Regions from separate parts of the Triticum aestivum genome. Here region 1 is linked to region 2. Evidence: chromatin contacts called from public Hi-C data. All regions are on one chromosome and are shown on one strand. Each heading gives the region's core, a stretch centred on a gene start, on an enhancer-like site or on the middle of the called end of the contact. The rest is flanking DNA. Distances are from core to core; before and after follow the strand shown. Region 1 has its middle 10 kb from the start of LOC123046490. Region 2 has its middle 12 kb from the start of LOC123046488.

Region 1 (4,685 bases), core at 685-3,184, 280 kb before region 2:
GGTGGTTGGCAACGATGCACTCTGCGCAGCTTGCTGTGTTCCTATGTCATTGGCTACCTCGTGAGGCTCGGCAGTGGAGTAGATTCTCCGGGCGAAAGTCTTGCACCTTCTCGGGTCGGTGCCGATGTTGGCGATGTTCTTGAGCATTGCATTCCTTGCTGAAGGCACATCGCGGAGCTACGTCCATCTACTGCCGCAACTGTCTGGTGTTTCCGGGTGAAAACCCAAGCTCCATTGGAGCGGGCGGCGGCGGCAATTATGCCGTTACCTTCTTGGAGGCACCGCCTTGGAAGCAATGACCTTTGTGGAGTGGTGGTCTCATGGCAGTGGTGCAGAGCTGCGTCGCCGTCGGGGTGATGGAGGCCGGGGCGGCGGCTCTGGACGGTGGATGTACGCCGAGGCGGCGGCCTCGGATAGCGATGCAACGGTGCCTCTATGGGGTAAAGTCGCGGTTGTGCATTGTTTTGGTGGCGGCTTGGTGTTGCGTGGGTAGCGAGGTCGTCGGCCTGGTCGATGCGCCCTAGAGGGGGCGGTCTGACTTTACGTCGGGGCGGCGGCCCCGGATGTGGTGTGACGTTCGTGGCCTGCGAGCGGTTGCCCTGAGCAGTGTGGGCTGCGGGCAGCCGGGTTGCGCGGCGTTGCTGCTCGAGGGGAGTGGTGATATGTCGGGGCGGCGGCCCCGGAAGGCGGTGCCGGTTGATTGCGCTGGGCGCGAGGGAGCGGTGGATGTTGGGGCGGCGGCCCCGAGAGAATCACTGTGGCGGCCAGACTTCTGTGGCAACGATGATGGTGGGAGCGATGTCGGCGACGCGGCAATGGTTGCGATAGTCGGCTCTTCTTCGGCGTGTCCACGGTATTGCCTCGGTTTGTTTGTTGCTGTGGAGTCGAAGATGCGGCGGTGGGGCCCTGTGGTGTACGATGACTGGCTGCAGGTGGCCCTTTCGACGATCTTCCGTGGCGCCAGCCGTGCCTGATTTCGTTCTTCTGAGTTCTCTGTCAAAGTCGGAGTTGCGTTGTCTGGCCGTAGGTCGGCATGTTGTCGATAAGGATGGGCTTTGCCCTGTGTGTTTCAGTCTATGGGAATGGGCTTGGCCCTTGTTGTTTCGGTTTTTGCCCGGTTTTCCGTAATTAATTGGGCAATTCTCTTCTGCTTATTTAATAGATGAGACAATCTTTGCCTCCGTTTTGAAAAAAAATTAAAATAAGGTTCTGATTGGAAAAATGATTAGTTCCTATGTTGGGTGTTCGATCGTCTCATCATCCAATCCAATCCAATCGCTCTTGGCGTCAAATCACCGGCAGCGAGAGGGAGAGTCCATCCATCCATATTCAAAATTTTGAATTTCTGTTTCCCGTTCCGAAGCCCTGGATCGTTCGGAAGCCCTCCAACTCCTGAAGCTTCTACTCTACGAGGCCGACCAGAAAATCGAACGCTTCGTAGCTTTACGACGATGTGGAGCGGCAGCCCAAGCCAATCGACCGATTCGGTCGGTCAGGGCCAAGGGAGCCCGCCCAACCACCCGTCGTCGGTCGGTGGCAGTTTGCAGCCTTGCAGGTGTAAAAGAGGCCTGTCGGCGTAGAGCCACGGTCAGACAAAAAGCGAATCGGGTCCGCGAGCGACCGCACAGCGCGCCGGAGCGGAAAGCTACGGCGAACGGGGAAACGGCGACGTCACGGCGGGCCCTGCGTGGCGCCGGCCGCCGATCCACGCCCCACTATCAATCAAAACATAAACAAGTGCGGATATCCCATCCCATCCACTGGCCGAGCGGCGGCCGGGCGCACACGCGTGTGGAACGGGGAACCCCGGGGGGCCCACCGCCACACGGCCGGGCTGGGCCCCACGTCCGCCCGCCGCCCCCCAGTCGTGCCCGTCTCCACCCGTCTGGCCGCCTGCCTGCGGTGCTCGACCAGGCTGACATGTGGACGCCGCAACGGTGGACGCGCGCGCGCGATCCGCGAGGCGCGGGGAGCGCGACACGGGCACGGACGGACGGTGTGAAAACCTGCGGTGGGCGACGCGGGGCGGTGGACTTGTGGGGATCTGCGTGCCGGTGTGCGGGGTTCGGGGACGTGACGCAATCCGGCGCCCACCCACCGCGGCGGGCGGCGAGCGGTACCGTGATCCGCTGCGGTGGAGGACGTGGACGCTCCAGGGGCGCTGGAGGATGTGTGAGTGCCATATGACGCCAACGCCGAGAGAGCTGCGTCCTAGAGCAAAACCAACTTCGTTGCACGGTTTGGTACGTACACGCAAACCATTTTGGCTGTTCACAGAGCATCTTCCAATAGATGCCAAAAACAGCCGTCGGTCCCAAAGAAATTGTAATTTGAGACACCTTAGACCATCTACGGCCTGGCTGCCCCAAACACTCCTCAAACGCCCGGGCGGCACGGTCACTGACCTGTCACGATTTTTCGACCCACACGGTCACGATTTTTCAACACAGCACTGATGCTCCGGCGAAGCTCCATTGCAACCCCGACAGAGCTCCAACGCAGCACCGACGGCTCCGGCGAAGCTCCATTGCAATTCCTGTCGAGCTCCATTGCAGCACCGACGGAGCTCAAACGCAATGCTGACGGCTTCGACGAAGCTCCATTGCAACTCCGGCCGAGCTCCATTGTAGTCTCGGTGGAGCTCCAACGCAGCGCTGACAGCTCCGACTCTACGGGTCGCATGTGGCTTGCTGCACTGCAGCTCCGCCGCTGATCCGCGTTCCATCATCGACAGCGAGATCGTGGGATCGCAACAGCTGATGTGCCCGTGACGAGAAAAAAGAGAAGAAGTAAGTGGAGCAGTTGTACCAACTGGTGGTGCCCGCAACAGCGGTTGGGTTGGCTCCTGCAGTGGTGGCTGCTGCCGGTGACGACGGGCCGGTGGTCAGTGGTAGCTTGTTGTTCCTCCGTCGGTAGAAGGCGGTGGGGATTTAAAGGACGGGATAAAATTTCAGCGGAGGAGGACGAGGGCACGCGGGGAGGATAAGGTGTGCACGGGACCACGCCACGCGGGACACACGTTGTTAGGGCGAAGCGACTTATGCGTAGCTATTATCAGCCGATTGAAAATAAATGTTTTCCATAAAAATACGATACGCCTAGGCGTAATCTTAAACAAAAAAATAGAGCATTTTCAATAGATGCCAAAAACAGAAAGGTAGCACATCATAGAAAGTAGTTCTGGTGATGCCTACACCAACCGAAGAGGAAGCTAAGGATGATGATCATGATACTTCGGATCAAGTTACTGCTGAACTTAATGGGTCGACCAGGGTACGCTCTGCACCAGAGTGGTATGGTATTCTAGTCCTGGAAGTCATGTTGTTAGACAACGGCGAACCAACGAACTATGACTAAGCTATGATGAACCCGGATTCCAACAAATGGCTTGAGGCCATGAAATCCGAGACAGTATCCATGTTTGAGAACAAAGTATGGACTTTGGTGGACTTGCCCGATGATCGACAAGCCATTGAGAATAAATAGATCTTTTAAGAAGAAGACATACATTGATGGTAATGTCATCGTCTATAAAGCTCGACTTGTCGCAAAGGGTTTCCGACAAATTCAAGGAGTTGACTACGATGAGACTTTCTCACCCGTAGCGATGCTTAAGTCTGTTAGAATTATGTTAGCAATTGCCGCATACTATGATTATGAAATCAGGTAGATGGACGTCAAAACATCGTTCCTTAACGGATTCCTTACAGAAGAGTTGTATATGATGCAACCAGAAGGTTTTTGTCGATCCTAAGGATGCTAACAAGGAACGCAAGCTCCAGTGATCCATCTTTGGACTGGTGCAAGCATCTCAGAGTACTTTGATGAGGTGATCAAAGAGTTATGGCTTTATACAAGTTTGTGGAGAAGTTTTTATTTACAAGAAACTAAGTGGGAGCTCTATAGCATTTCTGATAGTATATGTGGATGACGTATTGTTGACTGAAAATGATGTAGAAATTCTGGAAAGCATAAAGGGTTGTTTGAAAGAAGTTTTTCAAAGGAATACCTGGATAAAACTGCTTACATATTGGGTATGAAGATCTATAGAGATAGATCAGGACACCTGATTAGACTTTCACAGAGCACATATGAAGGAGTTCAAAATGGACCAGTCAAAGAAGGAGTTATTTCCTGTATTGTAAGGTGTGAAGTTGAGTAAGACTTAAAGCTCGACCACGACAGAAGAAAGAGAAAGGATGAAGGTCATCCCCTATGCCTGAGCCATAGGCTCTATAATGTATGGCATGCTGTATACCAGACCTGATGTGTGTCTTGCCATAAGTTTGGCAAGGGGGTACAAGAGTGATCCATGAGTGGATCACTGGATAGCGGTCAAAATTTATCCTTAGGTATCTAAAGAGGACTAAGAAAATGTTTCTCGGTTATGGAGGTGATAAAGAGTTCGTCGTAAAGGGTTACTTTGATCCAAGCTTTGACACCGACCTGGATGACCCCGAGTCGTGAACCGGACGCGCATAGTGGAGCAGTCATTTGGAATAGCTCCAAGTGGAGTATGGTAGCAGCATCTATAATATGACAAAGAGATTCGCAAAGTACACACAAATCTGAATGTTACAGACCCGTTGACTAAAACCTCTCTCACAAGCAAAACATGATCGAATCTCAGAACTGATTGGGTGTTAATCACATGGGGATGTTAACAAGATTATTGACACTAGTGC
Region 2 (5,321 bases), core at 2,709-5,208:
TTATGTGCCCGAGACGCTTGACCTGCCTTAAAAGCAACGCACCGTGTGCAGTTGAATATCTGCAAGTTGAAAGTTTGAAAGAAGGGCCACCACTGGACACGGAGAATTTGAGTGAGCATGAGCAAAACAAGCAACTTGCGTCTCTCGGACAGATTGGAAAACCTGCTGAGCCAGATTATGAGCGACACCATTGATTTCCCTGGAAACATGAAACACTTGAGCAGCTAAATTAGACGTAACTTTGAGAAAAGTAGCCAACTGTTTTCTAATGTTCCAATGAGCAGGAGAATCTGAAATATTTCTTGAGGCAGCAGCAGAAGCAAGAGAAAGACAGTCCGTCAGAAATGTGGGATTAGTAATATTAAGCTGAGCGGCAAGGTGAGCTGCACAAGAAAGGGCAACTGCCTCAGCTTGAAGGGGAGTTGAAGTTGAAGAGGCCGAAGCTTGAACCTGAATACTAATCTCACCTTGATCCGAAGGCATGGAAATATAAACACCTATACCTGTGCCCACATGTCCTCGAGCGAGTCCTGGGATTTTGGACGATCTAAATGCTGCATTAGAAAAAAATTTAGTCCCAAAAATTAACAAATCCGATTTAAGCGTTTTTCCCTGCTTAGGTAAAATATCAGTAGAATGATGATTAGTAGACAGAGGCTGCTCAGAAGAAGGATTGTGAAGATTATGCAAATGCCCAAAGTCCGAAGTTGTAGCAGCAATATTAACCTGATGAGGAAGATGATTTTTCCTATCAAAAAGAAAATCATTTCGAGCTTTCCACAGGCACCATAAAAAATTAAAAACATTCTGAATAGAGGCATGAGGGTAACTCATATTAATAAGAAAGATGAGAATGGAATGCATAGAAGAGTGCCCTTGAGTAAGAACATCCGCTCGAATAAACCAAGGCGAAGAAAACCATGCTGCTCTTGCAAAGCCGCAGAGAAAAAAGAGGTGAAATTCATCCTCCTGCTGTCCGCATCTACCGCATGGCAGAATTTGGGTGCCCCTAACGACGTGAACTGGTGCTGCCATCGAGGCGCGGCGCAGCATGGTCTCGCTTCCGTTTCATGTTTCGGCATCCGCGGAAGGCGGAGCCACCGCCAGGCGGCAGACGCCAGCGTCTGGCTCGCAACGCGTAGCACGGATGCTCCTCTCCAGCGACTGACTTCCACGCGCGGGAGATCCTTCGAGGAGTAGGGCCAGGGGGCGGGAGGAATGGGAGGGGCCACGGCCGCGGCAACGACTTGTGGCCCGTTTGGCAGCCATAGCAGCTCGGGCTGGCTCAAGAGAGCAACTAACGTTTGCGCATTGTTTGATTGCCCGCATTTAGGCCTCTCGCATTAGGGGATGACTTAGCGCACGGTGTTTGATTGTCTGTATTGGCTCGTCTCACGCAACTACACGGTGTTTGGTTGTATATGCGAGATATGATTAAGAGCTAACACTTACACTAACGCGCACACTGTGACTCACAATTGAAGTGGACGGTGACCGCGGCGCCGCGTCCGACACGACGAGCATGGAGTCTTGGGCGAGCGTTCTTGCCGGCTCCACGGCGAACTAGTTACTAGCGTCGCCGCCGCAAATGAAGTTCGTGCGGAGGAGCGCTGAGGCAGAGGAACAGTGAGGAGAAATGCAGTGCGTGTCGGACCATGGCAACTGCGGTGGACGGTGGTTGTAGCTCCGTGTCCGACACGACGAGCATTGAGCCATGCGCTAGCGACCCCGTCGGCGGCGCGGCGAACTAGCTGATAGCCTCGTCGAAGCAGAAAAAGCCCGCACGAAGACAGTGCGTAATTGCGGCGTTGATGCAGTAGGATCGACGAAACAAAAAATTTGCAACACCAATGTCGTGAGGAATTGCGAAATTAGGCTACTGGTTAAAGGAAATTTGAAATGATTGATCGTGCACGACGAATCTGACCAGATTCGTCCAAAATAGTTCCTAACATGAACACAAAATTGAGCATTTACGGGCGACGAAACTAGAAATGGATCGCAAAAATGGAACCCGTCACATTGTTGTGCATCTTTTTCGTGTAGAGCTTATTTCAAATTGAAGCATCGTTGTGTAGATTAGAAGTAAGAAGGAAGAAAGGAGATTAGGGAGGATGTTAGTGGAGGTGGAAGAAGAAGCTCCTACAGAGCTCGCATCCCTCGAGCCTCCTCTGGTGCAAGGGGCTCATCCACTGCGCTTGTTGTGGCTTCGCTCGGTTTGGCTTGCGAGAAATTGTCTATTTGATGAGCTCACGGCCTAGCTCGGGGTGCTTTATAGTTTGTGCAATGCAGGGCGAACAGTGTATGCAGGTGAACCAAACACACCGATTTAATCTCGCGTGGGTATGGCTGGCCCAAATACGGGCAACCAAACGCGCCCTTGAAAGGCCGCGACGACGCGCGTGAAGGAGGGTCTGTCTCCGTCAAAACAGGGCCGGTAGAGGTAGGAACGAGTCCGCACGTACATACACACGGCGCGCGGACGGAGCGGAGAGCAATCGCGTCGCGTCGCCACTCGCCAGGCAGGCAGTGCAGTGGGCACAGGGTCAGCGGTCGCGCGCTCGTGCTCTCCCACGCTGCAACGCAACCGCAACAGCCGACCACGCACGCACATCCTAGCGCGCCTTCCCGTCTGTCGCCCTACGAGCTTCCTTCGGAACGCGGCAAAGCTGACCTCCCCACTCCGCCGAGTTCTACACATGATCGACGCGTGCGTCCCTGTGTGCTTCTGTATATACTCGCGGTCGCGGTCTGCCGGTGCCATTGCCCGGCCGCGAGGAGCAGTTCACGGTTGGATTTTTGCAAAGCCTGCTCCATCGATGACTGTTTTGCTGCGGCTGGATGGATTCTCTAGCAAGCAAGCAAGCAAGCGAGCATATCGTATCAGCTTTACTACTCCTATTACTTGAGTTGATCCGATGAGAAGACGGCAGCAGTAGTTGTTGACGGAATTGCAGCTTCGATCGGTTTTGCCCAGGAATCAAGTGGCAAGCTAGTGGTTTCCTCTTCTTTCCGGAGGAGCCTTGCTTGCTGTAACGTTAGTTCGGTCGATGCTAACCAAGTCAAGATGCATACATGCATAAAGCTAGAAGTAGTTTTCTTTTAGCCGAGCAGTAATAGTTAGGCTGCTCATAGTGGGAGTAACATGGATAGTAACATAGATGCCACATAAGCAAAAATATTAATGTGGCAAGTAGTTAATGAGGAGAGAGGCAAATAGAGTAACCTAATATGTTACCATCACATAGCGCTTTTCAATGTAAAATGAGTCTATAAAACAATAAATAAACATGTATATGTTACTAGACATATGACACTTCTCACTATAAGGGTAGTAACATAGAGTAGTAACGTATGCATGTTACTACTCTAAGTTACTCCCCACTATGACTAGCCACAGTGGGAGTAACTTCGGTAGTAACATCGAGTCCAACTCAGCAAATTTGCTTATGTGGCAGTGAGTTAATGAGGAGAGATGTAGTACTAGTAACTTAGCTAGTTACTGTAACATCACATGTCCCAATGCAATATGAGTCTATAACCTAATAAATGAAGTTTTGCATGTTACCACACTTATGTTACTATCCACTATTGAGGTAGTAACATAGTCTAGGGATATGTGTATGTTACTCTCCATTATGGCTAGTATTGTTTATATGGTTGTCTCTCTTTTGGAAACCAATCCTGTGGGCGCTGAATATTCCACAAAATAGGCGACGTTTCGCATTCAGTTTGCCGAATGCCGATATTGCTTGCACCCCGCAAGAGCACGGTGACTTTTGAGCGGAAAGGCAGTGGCGAAATGGAAACGGCGGCTCTCGCCTTGCCGCGCGTCGGTAGGCATCAACTCAAGTGCTTGGGCGAAGAACGCTGCCTTTTTTTCCGGCTCTGAACGTGAGCCAGCCATACAGGGACGGGCACGCGTCGTCGCGGGCCCGCAGAGGGCAGGCACCGGCGGCTTTGGATCAGGCGGCGCCCGGCGGAATAAATTAACCGCCGGACCACGAGCTTGCTGGCAAAAGCACGTAGGCCCGGTGGATCGGATCGAGCAGCGGCGCGCGGCGGCGCCGAACCTGCTCCTCGCTTGCCCCCACGTCTCTGGAAACAAGGTGCGTCGCGTGGTGGTGGTGGTCCGTGGTCGTGCTCGTGCCCCCCACCCAAGCCGACGAGACAGTGGTGCACGCGACGGCGGGGCAGCAGTGCACGCCATGCAGATTCGGGCGAATATGTGTGCTTGTGCGTGCGTGCGTGTGTTTTTTGCGGGAAGAATATGTCCGCGTGGTTAGCCGACAGGTTTTCCCTTCTTCCATCGGGGATGAACGACACGTCGAAGGCGCTGCGATTTCCTCGCGCGCACGGCGGAGAGGCGCGACCACCCGACACCCGTGCGGCCGTGCTGGTGCCAGCCATCGGGGCGACGGGGCGTCGCCCGGCGATCTCGCTTCTCCAGGTTGCGGCGCCGCGCTCGCGAAAAACCACTACTTCTTTTTTTGCAGATAAGATTATTTAAAAAGTTGTCTATTCTAAAAAAATACCATTTCTTAAAGAGTCTTCATGAATTTAAAATTTTGTTCATGAGTTTCATAAAAAATGTTTTATGAATTTTAAGTTTTTAAAAATTATTAGAGGAAATTAAAGACTCTTCACGAAATTAATAAATTCTCATTATTAAAAAACCATAAAATGAAAAAAACGAAAAAAACAACCAAATAAAAGGTAAACCAGCAAAAAAAATCAAGCAGAAAACCGACAGAGAAACACATGCGTTACGGGAGGAAAGAAAACCGGAGGAGATAAATGAGGGGCGCCGCCGAACCTGCTAGTTGTCTGAATCTCACAAGATGACTAGGATACAGTCTTCCTCCCCTCGATCTTCGACGACAAGTCCGTGGATTCAACTTTTCTCTGCCCATCACTGGTAGGAAAGGAGAATCCTGATGCCTCGGCTCCAACTAGAAGATAGGTTAGGGTTTTTTTAGTCCTCGTAAGGACAGGCTCGGACGGACGGCGACGCTTCTTCCTTAAGTTCGTCTGGTGGGATAGATTAGTCGGAGGTCCGACGTAGATTCCTGTCAGCTTCTCGATGCGGCGAGGTTTGGGTTCCACAAGATCAATTCAGGGATTCAACGGTGATGACTACAACTCCGGGCACTGGTCCTTAGTGGCACATGCATGAAGACTTTTCAGTTATCATCAACAAAGTCAGGCTGGGACAACTGCTCATTCTAACAACAACATTAGTCGTTCGGTGGTTCAAAGGCGTCGATGCAATTTTTTATTATGTTTGAAGTGTTTTATACTTACGAGATGCAATAGTTTTT

The links. A called contact is a pair of places that touch in the nucleus more often than the background predicts.
Region 1: a contact with region 2 is called in a Hi-C map of leaf, with 5 times the contacts expected there. The contact joins two enhancer-like sites. A contact is called at or near these places in 2 of 5 Hi-C or Micro-C datasets (both in leaf).

The regions. Positions count from the first base shown.
Region 1 is chr2B:648,803,835-648,808,519 of IWGSC CS RefSeq v2.1, reverse strand. No RefSeq gene overlaps it. Among protein-coding and RNA genes, the nearest start is that of LOC123046490, 10 kb to the left of the region's middle. Within about 2 kb of position 1,934, at least 8 of the 8 cell types and tissues checked have an H3K27ac peak or open chromatin away from gene starts, as enhancers often do. A contact at or near this core is called in leaf, where this site is marked.
Region 2 is chr2B:648,523,453-648,528,773 of IWGSC CS RefSeq v2.1, reverse strand. No RefSeq gene overlaps it. Among protein-coding and RNA genes, the nearest start is that of LOC123046488, 12 kb to the right of the region's middle. Within about 2 kb of position 3,958, at least 4 of the 8 cell types and tissues checked have an H3K27ac peak or open chromatin away from gene starts, as enhancers often do. A contact at or near this core is called in leaf, where this site is marked.